Linked DNA regions of Urocitellus parryii: region 2 is linked to region 1. A link is a contact called in public Hi-C data. All regions are on one chromosome and are shown on one strand. Each heading gives the region's core, a stretch centred on a gene start, on an enhancer-like site or on the middle of the called end of the contact. The rest is flanking DNA. Distances are from core to core; before and after follow the strand shown.

The links. A called contact is a pair of places that touch in the nucleus more often than the background predicts.
Region 2: a Hi-C map of muscle shows a contact between it and region 1, with 4 times the contacts expected there. The contact joins the promoter of Pcf11 here to the promoter of Prcp in region 1. A contact is called at or near these places in 2 of 2 Hi-C or Micro-C datasets (liver and muscle).

What each region holds. Positions count from the first base shown.
Region 1 is chr4:72,958,198-72,963,267 of mUroPar1.hap1, forward strand. It overlaps Prcp (prolylcarboxypeptidase), which reads right to left and starts at 2,421. Exons shown (of 9, transcript XM_077797646.1): 1 at 2,318-2,421. The coding sequence starts at 2,323.
Region 2 is chr4:73,165,807-73,170,876 of mUroPar1.hap1, forward strand. Pcf11 (PCF11 cleavage and polyadenylation factor subunit) reads left to right here and starts at 2,976. Exons shown (of 16, transcript XM_026384655.2): 1 at 2,976-3,464. The coding sequence starts at 3,273.

The DNA of each region.
Region 1 (5,070 bases), core at 1,171-3,670:
ATTAGCCAATTGAAGATGAATGAAGATTATCATGAGTGATAATGTTAATGAAACACATAAAACAGAGAGCTCCAGATAAAAAGAGGTCAGGGGAGGCCACCCTGGAGAACCTAACATGGCTTCCACTTCATGTCCTGAAATGACAAGCTTTACCCAACTAGTTTCCCTCTAAGCTAGTTCCCCCAAGGAGCCCTTAACTTTCCTCAGTAAAGTATTAGACACAGTGGTCCTTGTCAATTTGCAAATGAGGAAGCTACGTCAGAGAGAGTTAAAGGCGTTTCCAAAGAAAAACACTCTTGTTTCCTGGTATCTCTGCTAAAAGTAAAACACTTTCTCTTCCTAAATCCAAATTCAATTTTCTGTGTTAAAAAATTTTTGCTTATAAATTATTCTACAAATTCATGCCATTCCTTTATTTTAAATTCCTATGCAATTCAGATGGGTCAGTAACCATACATTTATTAAGTGCCTGCTTCAGACTAGCTACTCTGCTAGGGATATGTCATCTGCTCCCATTTAACCATTACCATAACCCCAGAAAATCAAGAAAATAAGTTCAGCAACAAACTGTAACCCGCCCAAGATCACAGAGCTACCAGGGTAGAATCCTGGTCTGACTCCTAATGCCAAGATCAGACCCTTGCACTCCTTCTAATCCCTATCTTTAGGCTCCTAGAAATGTAGAATCATTAGAATTCCCTGTTATTTCACATAGGATGTACTTTTCCATTTAGACTTGTGGGGTAATACCAAATGCCATAAGCCAACCATAAAAGCACTCATAAATCCTGTCTTAGAACTGTAAACTCAAGTCACAGATCAGATTCAGTGACCCCAACACCCACCTCAAATCCTGCCATATGCCTATAACTTCTTTTACAGGCACAAGCCATGTGTTCAGTCTGATAGGGAACAGGGACAGCCAAAAACTCTTAATGAAAGGCCCACAAAATCATCTTTGAGATGATCCTGAAATGACAAGCTATCATTTTAGATTGCATTAATATTCTATATTATCTAATAGGTACAGACATTAGAACTTGTATTTAGGGACTGCCTTGGGGCAAAAGATGACAGTCACCAAAGACTAAGGACCAGGGTTGGCATTCAATAATTTGAATTTAGAAGTCAAAGGAGTTTAGATTGAGGAACTCTCTAAGAGCTAGGGGAATTTAAGTGACTGCTGTGGCCAATTATAGAGAGACTGAATGAAAAGGATGGTGCACTTGGACTTCAGACTGTGAGAGAATAAGTTTCCGTTGTTTCAAAGACAGAAAAATAAGGATGCCAGGAATGGTATTAAATTATTGGTAGTGGGAGGAGAATTTTTAAATTGGGGGACTTGAGGCCATCCTCTGGAATGTGTAAACCAAAGACTGGACAGTCCTAGGTATCAGGGAGTCTGAAGTTCAGAGTGAGCTCCAATGCCCGGACTCCACAGGACCGAGGTCCCAGCGGTTGGGACTCGGGAACTCGAAGCTTCCCCGCCCCCTCCCACCCCCTTACCTTCTGTTGGAAATAAAAAACTGAGTAATTCTTGGCTACAGAGGACCGGGATGCGGGGTTGGTTGGCAAGTGCAGGCTGCTGAGGGTCCTTAGTACCCGCCGGGGGTCTATACAGGTCCCGGGTGCCAAGAAAACCAGGAGCGAGAGCAGGAGGGCTGGGTAACCCATGGCTCAGGTTGGCGGCAGCAGCGCGGGTGTGAAGGCGAGAGGGACACGGGCAGCCGCGCTTAGCCTAAGCCCGGCCCCAGCCCTCAGCTCCGCCCGCTGCAGACCGGCTCCTCCCCCGGGAAACCTAAAGCCTGCCAGCTTCTCAGCCTCGCCACCACTTGTCCCCGAGGGCGCCGCCTCCACCCCACTTCCCTCTCGTGCCATCCTCTCCTTGGAGCCTACCTTCACTGAGGTCACACCACCAGTCGGCCCTTATCAGGCCAGGGTCTGTACCCCATCCCAATCTGCAGTGCCCCCCAAGCCCACCTCTTCTCCAGGTCACGCTGTAACCTCTGCCTTTATTGTCACCGCCAAACCCTGCCCCGGCCACCTTAGTCCCAATGCAACACTCCCTGTCCTCCTCCGCAAATCCCACTAATGTTAAAGATAGCTACCATAACAACTTAGGGACGGCTCACTGCATGCCAGTATATCACTAGACATGATGGCACGCATCTAACTCAACCACCACAGCAATTCCTTGTCTAGTGTACGACTCTTATTCCCACTCATAGATGAAGAAACTGGGTCACTCAGGTAGTAGGAAGTAAAGCACTGCTTCGGACCGCTCAGTCCTCCAAAGACTGCGCTCTTAGCATCTCACCTTCATTATGCCCGCCTAACGGGACCCTCTGTTCTAGGGTCTCCCCAAACCTCCGTATTGTCCGCAACCCCATGCCTTAGCGAGCCAGGTTTCGGTCCCTCCTTGTTGGTTACGCCCCCTTTCTTCTCTCAGCTCCAAGAAACCCACTCCAGGCTGCGCCTCCCGCCGCTGTCGCCTCCCTTCCTCCGTCTGAGGTCCTGCTACGCTTCCGAACAGCGCCCCCTCCTGTCTTCCCGGCAGCGCCAACCCCATCCAGTCCGCTTCAATTCCCTCTTCCTCACCGGGCCAGACCCCAGTCCTAGGGCTCTCCCACCCACTCCCTCCCCTTTCCGGAGTCCCTACGACAAGCTAGTTCAGTCTCCCCGGAAGCTAATTTTGCAGGCTGTACTACTACTTCACCAGTCGGGGTAGAGCATTCTTCAAACCTTGTCTCTACCCCAGTTTGACAAAAAATGGTCGCTTCCAAATGCCCCCAGGATTTCGCGGTTAATCGTGACCCTCGGCGGAGCCTTTTCTGATTGGCTCTGAGGAACCACTGCTCAAACGTCACTTCCGGCGGAAGGGAACGCGGGAGATTCGAGTAGAAGGTGTTTGGCGAGTTGCTGGGTCTATCTGGACTGCGGCCTTTCGGCGTCGCCCTGGCTGTCTCCCAGTCTTGACTTAGGTGAGGAGCTAGAAAAGAGGTTCTTGGGGAAGCACTCCGAGGTCTCCCGAGACTCTTAGAGTCATCGTCGATGAGACCCGGAGGCATTCTTTGTTGTTTGTTTTTCTGGAGTCCTGTCTGTAAAGCGAAGCTTTGACAGTACAAGAGTAAAAGGGTCAGTGACTTTAGACCGTGCCGTTGGGATCACTATGTGAACGTTTGTTGAGAACACTGGGCTGTCGAACTAGACACAGGGTGAGCTCAAACTGGAGATAACCGAGACAAAGTCTAGGCTTTTTAGGAGTTTTCTAGATTTCTTCCTTATCTCTCACATCCAGCCAATAATAACAGCTTCACGAATATCTCAAATCTCTGTACTTTTCTCCACATTCACTGGTATTTGGGTTGACCCCTATGCTATGTAGTTGTAACAGTAATCTCCCAAGTATTTCTTTTGCGTTCAGTCTTGGTACCTTTTAATCCAGTCTCCACATTGCCAGACCTTAATACCCGCCAGAGGGCTACAGAGATCCCGCGTGCCAGGAAAGCCAGGAGCAGGAGAGCTGCAAGTTTGACCATTTAAAACCTTTCTGCCGCTCCTATTTGCCTGCAGTTTTAAATCCAAACTCCTTAAGTATCAAACTCTTTGATGTTTTTGTGTTCCTTAACATAGATTACAAGCCCCTTCTTGTCTTATCCTTGTCTCCCTCTCCAGCCCCAGAGATTTTCCAACTCTGGCTCTAGGCACCAGCCATACAAAATGCTTTTATTTATTTATTTTCACTGTTGTTGGATATCAAGCCCAAGGCTTCATCCAGCCTAGGCAAGTGCTATCACTGAGCTACTCCCTAATCCTGGAGTGTCATATGTTCATCAGAGGCACAGGCCTCCCTCTTATTTCCAAACCTAAACCCATCCCCAACTGGCATGTTCTTACTCATTCCTTATTTCTCAGTTTGCAAGGCCTTTTTTTTTTTTTTTTTTTAAGGCAGGCAGGCTTTCCTAACTCTGCAAAACTGGATCACAGAGTGCCCAGTCATTATTTTCTCATGCTGAAGATAGTTTTATCTATCTCCCTCTGTGCCAAGAACTGCTAGATATTGGGTTACAATGGTGAACAGGATGGATTCCTTCCCAATTAAATATATCTTTTATCCATGGATTTAAGAAAGGAAATAACAGGGGAACTATGGGTTTTAAAATGGTCTGGGAAGTCCTTTCTAAGGAGTTGATATTTCGGTGGAGACCTTAAAGATGAGAATTATCTAGCCTTGAAAGAGAGGAAGATTACAAATGAAATGAATAAGATACACAACATACCTGTGGCAAAAAAAAAAAAAAAACCTTGATATTTTTGTGTTCAGGAACCTAAGAAAAGATCTGTGTTGCTGGAACTTATTCAGGAAGGACTCTTGAATAAGATGAGTCTGGAAGATTGGGTAGAAAGCAGATAATGCAGTTAGATGACTAATGCAGCATCATAAGCAGGAGATGATGGTGGTTTGGATTAAGGTGGTGGCAGAATACATGGTGGAAGTGAATGATGATTTCTAATATGGAAATAGACTCTAAGACTACTGATGGTTTGATTTGGCACATGAGGAAAAGAATGAAAGATTACTCCTAGCTATCTGGCCTTACTGGCTTGTTAGAAAGTACTACCATTTACTGAGATTGAGAAAATTTCATGGAAAGAGGTTTGAGAAGAAAATTAAAAATTCAGTTGTTACCTATTAAACTTTGAGATGTCTGTGAGATATCCAAACACAGTTGGCTCTCAGGTAAGCAGTTGCAGTATGGAAGTCCGAAATTTGCATATATTGTTTTTACCTTTGTATCATTTCATTGATAGTTATCCATTGAGCAAATAGATTTTAAATTCCTTGAACAAAAGAGCTTGTGTTTTCTGTCTCCAACTCTGTCCCCTCTCCATCCCTGTTATAAAAGTTATAAATGGTGGAATGAATGGACACACTATGTTGTACTTCTTAAGATTTTCCTGGTTAGTGTTTTTAAAAATATTTTACCTTTCACTGGAGGTTTTGTTTCTTTTTGTGTATTTTATTGTTGATCTCCTGTCTTCCCTTTCTAGAATCTTCATGTTAATGTC
Region 2 (5,070 bases), core at 1,726-4,225, 210 kb after region 1:
GAATGCATAATTAAATTGTGAACTGTGATTACCTTGTCTGCTAAGTGTAGAGAGGTTTTTTCAGTTTTTAATTTATATACTCGTAGTTTGAATTCCTCTTCTTTTTAAAGTTTTTATATGTAGTTGGCCACAATGCCTTTATTCGCTTATTTTTATGTGGTGCTGAGGATAGAAACCAGGGTCTCGCCAGTGCTAGGCAAGCACTCTACCGCTGAGCCACAATCCCAGCCCCCGTAGTTTGAATTCTTTAGAATAAGCATGAATTAATTTGTGGTTATAAAACACAAACAATGAATAATGTTTAAATGGATAAAGGACTTGTACATGTTTTCAGCAAGTATATATACATATTTATGTAATATATAAATGTTATTCCTACATATTATTCTCATAGTCAGGATTCACATGTTAAAGGAGAAATTCTACTTGCAGGTAGTGCTAGATAACTATTTGTTTTTTAAATGGATTGCTTTTTAATTCTTATTCCCTTATTTACTTTCTACTTTCTATGTTTAATATACACATTTCAGTCTTTCTGATGACATCACAAATTTACATCAGAAGAGTGCATGATTGCCCAGAACAGAGGTTTTGTGAGGAATTAACTTCTCTTGTAAACATTCTGTGAAACAAGGGAAGGGTGTAGTTATTTTGCTCAAAAACAATGGAAAGTATTTGTATTCTGTGGAAACACAATAATTAGTGGGCTTGATTTTTGAAAATGCCTCTGGATATTATTCCATGGGATTATTATTGGACTATTAATTTCATCAAGGCAGGGCCAAGGGGGTTATCATGTTCACCAATGCACCTAGTATAGAGATTGGCAGATAACTGGGGCTTAATGTTGATGGCAAGTCAATCAATTGTATATCCTGATTAAAGAATTGGCACTGAAAACCCATAGGAGAGGTTTTATGCATTCATTTGTAGATTTGTGTTGTTCTTCATAATTAAAGAAAAAACATTGCTGTGGCAGTATAACAAACAATATGATTGCTAGTCACTTGAAGTTTTCCATATGCTTTGTGGGTATATAGGTTTGACAATTTATATATGAAGATATATTAATTGCTTACTCTGTGTATAACATGAGAGGGATACAACAGAAACCAAATCGGAGCTTCAAAAATGTTTAATTTTTTAGAAGTTCATTTGATGTTAAAAGGGTATAAAAAATGAAAGGAAGATTTTAAAAGTTTAGTGACTAATTTGCATTTGACATTGCAAGGAAAGCTATCAAACTATTTTACTCAGGCTGTTTTCCTCCTGAAATATAGAAACTTCAAAATTTATTTAATTTTAACAATGTTCATTAAACTACATATCAATACTAACACAGGATGCAATTATTGAGATAATAAATAAACATTCAGCAATATTTCTTAGCTTCTAATGGAAGACAAGCTCTCCTCCCCAGGTTTTACTTCTCACTCATATAATATCATACTAGAAACAAATGAAAGGCTGCAGGTTGGTGCACGTTATTCCAACCACTGAGGCAGGAGGATTGTGAAGTTCCAGGCCAGTCTCAGCAAGTTAGTGAGACCCTAACTCAAAATAAAAGGCAAAAAGGACTGACTGGGGATTTAGTTCAGCGGTAAAGCTCCCCTGGGCTTAATCCCCAGTACCAACAAAACAAAACAACAAAATGGAAAACAAAAGTTAAAACTTAACCTGGAAAATACATTTTTCACAATACTTCAAAAAAAAAAAAAAAACTTAACCTGGTTGTATACTTTAATTATGTGCTGTTTTGTATATATCAGTCGTATCTCAATAATGCTGCCAAAAAAGGGAAAGAAATGAAAAATGCTACTTTTTAGGGACAAATAAAGATCAAGTTTCTTCTGGGTTACAACAAAGTATCTCCACAGTGCGTAGTACTACAAGGGCAATGGTTATTATTAATTTATGTAATAATCTTTTTAGCCTATATTTAGGCTAATATGTTTATTGAAAAAAACTACATTTAGCTTATGGTTTTATGCCGCAGCTCCACCGTAGAACCATTTGAATGCTTTGTGTGTTTTGAAAACACGATTGAATCCTACTCTTCAAATAGATTTTAGAAAACAGAGAAAAGATTCTCGGAAGTTGAATATGTACTGGCGCAATGTATACACATTTTTCTATGTGCACCAAATAAGGCTATTTTTCAGTGTAGAAGATTCAGCAGTACAGTTATTAGGCTCCGGGTTGGGTGTGGCTGTTGTGATACGGTTCCTAGAGATCTGAGTGGGCTCTCTAACAATCTCCAAACCTCTAGGGAAAATGCTTTCACACGCAATCTCTAAATTAAGGCATTTTTTTTCCTGGGGATTTATCTCCAGCATGCAGACGTAGGTGTTTTCGTGAGTGTGGGAAGCTATGGGCTCTCTAGTGAGTCTTCCCTTGGTTCCGGGGTAAACTGGCCCTCCCCCTTCTTAGTTCGCGCTGGGACAGAAGGCCCGGCAGGACCCGCCCAGGCACTCGGAGCACCTGAGACGAAGGAGACGAGCGGGTGTGAAGGCCCAAGGGCTTAGCTCCCCCAGCGTCTCCCCGGGCCGGGGCTGTCTGGACAGGCGGGAGGGAGGATGATTGACTGAGCCTCTCAGTGGCTGCGGGACCGCAGGGAGGGACGGAAAAGCGACGGCTGAGCTTTCATCTTAAACTGGTTGGGTTGGTCCTCCGGAACTGCCTTCCCCAGCCCTATTGGCTTCTCGGAATGGGTTGTTATGGTTACAAATGACCGAACAGTCCCTTATGAATCAGCCAATGAGAAGCGCGGTCTTTTCCACCGCACCTCTGAGCAGTAGGTGTTGCGAAAGCCCCGACCAGAGCCGGAGAAGAAGGCGGTGCCAGAACGTCCTGCGGAAGAGACGGGGGCGGGGCTTGTGACGTTTCCGGGCGAGCCAATCACTTTTGGTTTTATCAACGGCCCCGCCCTTTTACCGCACATTTCCCCTCCCCTAGTTCATTTCGCACGACGCAGCGGTTGGGAACAGAGACATTTTCGGAGCTGGAGCCGCCACTGCCGCCGCCATTTTGTGTCTGTGGAGAAAGAAGCTTCTGTGGCGGCTGGAAGTGGACGGAGATCACCCGTGAGACGGCGGCGTTTCATACCCGAGGTTTCCCCTGTGTCGTCCCCCAACCCCCCTCCGCGGTCAGCATGTGTTGAAGCCGGAGCCGCGAGAGACCCGGGGAGAGGAAGAGGAGTCGGAAGGGAGGCGGGGTATCGAGAGCGGCTTCAGCTTCAGCTGCGGCGGACCTCGGAGGGGGGCCGCGGCGCAATGTCAGAGCAGACGCCGGCCGAGGCCGGTGCTGCGGGGGCCCGGGAGGACGCCTGTCGGGATTATCAGTCATCGCTCGAAGACCTGACCTTCAATAGCAAACCGCACATCAATATGCTGACCATTCTAGCCGAGGAGAACCTGCCCTTCGCCAAGGAGATCGTCTCTCTCATCGAGGCCCAAACCGCCAAGGTTTTTATACACCCCGCAGCCTCCTATTCTTCTAATACTCCCTGATTTTAGTGTCAGCCTCATCCCAGGTCTCGCTTCCATCCAAAGGGGGACGGTGTTCCTCCTCTCCAACCCCCCCCCCCCCATTCCCAACTCAGGCTCGGTCCTTGGCCCAGGCTTCGAGCGTGGGCCTCTGGAGGGGAGGGAGTGGGGAGGGTAAGGGTGGAGTCCCGTTTCCGCTTACCAGCTCCCGTTTAGGCCACCGCATTGTATACCCCGACACGCACACGCTGTGAATAGAGCCCTTTCGGGTGGGGGAGACTTTAAAGGCAGTTTGTGGTTTGGGGAACTAAGAGTTAAAGCAAATGATTCTAAGCCCCTGGGAAGGTGGGGAGTGGCTCTCCCGTTTTCCCCCAGTACCCTTTTGGGTAATTGTGCTCTGTGGGTTGGAAGGAGGTGAAGGGGGACCTGGGAGCGAGCTGTTGGTGGGTGGGTATAGGGCATTGGCCCCGAGTGGAGCAGCGGCCTGTTAGGAGCCCAACATGGCGCCTGAAAAGCACATGATGCGAAAGGGAAGAGAGAGAGGAGAATCCATTCCCTGCCAGCCAGGCAGCTGCTCACACCCGTCAGCCCCATTTTGGGGTGGGGGCGGCTAGATCAAACTTTTATTCTCTTATCGGAGGGTCTAATTTACCCCCAAATATGGGAAATTGGGCTGAGGGTGGGGTTTGGGTGGAGGGGGGGAGAGATCTTATCCAACCTGTAGGTGGAGAACTGGCCCAGTGGGTACAGGCACTTGTAGTTTTTCTGAAAAGTTCAGTCCCTCCTCCTCTTCCTTTTCTCTTTTTTTCTCCCTTCACTGATAATGAAGGCGTGCTTTTCTTTACCCCTTGACAGAAGTGGTCCTCTGCCACCTTATATTTCCCTGTAGTCTTCCTCTTCTGTGGATTCATGTGGGAGCGATATGTCATTTAAGTTACTGTTAAACTTAGTTAATTATGAGTTTTAATAGCTTCCCAGTACTACTTTTTAAGTTATTTTTCAAGCTTGTATCTACGGTTTAGCTTTTTCTAGTTGTTAGTGTTTGCAATGATCCAGGATGAGCCTCCTTTTAGCAGAGTGAACCCCTTTTAAAAGGCCACTTTAACAACAACCACCAATATATTGTTTAGAGACGGTTTCTGTCTAGTGTAAAACTGAGTGGTCTGACTAATAAATGGTTTTGAAATGTGTGACTGGTATTATAAAATTTGTGAATAAAACATATAAAATATGTATTTGTCTTTTTTATTTACCTTTGTAAGGTGTAGAATTTGTTTCCAAGACTTATTTTTATCTATGTGGTTGTGTGTTTTAAACAAAAGTCTTTAAGTGACTTGGGTTCATTCTTCTTTAGGTTCCATCCACTCTTTTGGGTAAATCTGTTCACAAGATACACGGTTTCAGGCGGTCCTTTCATAATCTTAATTTGAAGTGGGAAAAAAGCAAGTTTTTTTTTTTTTTTTTTTTTTTTTTTTTACTTTTTAAGGACTCAACAAGTTTATTCTGTTCACTTTGACAGTGAAAATACAAGTTTTCATTCACCTTTTCTGTGAATGTCTGAGACAGCTATTGTTCCATTTTTTTT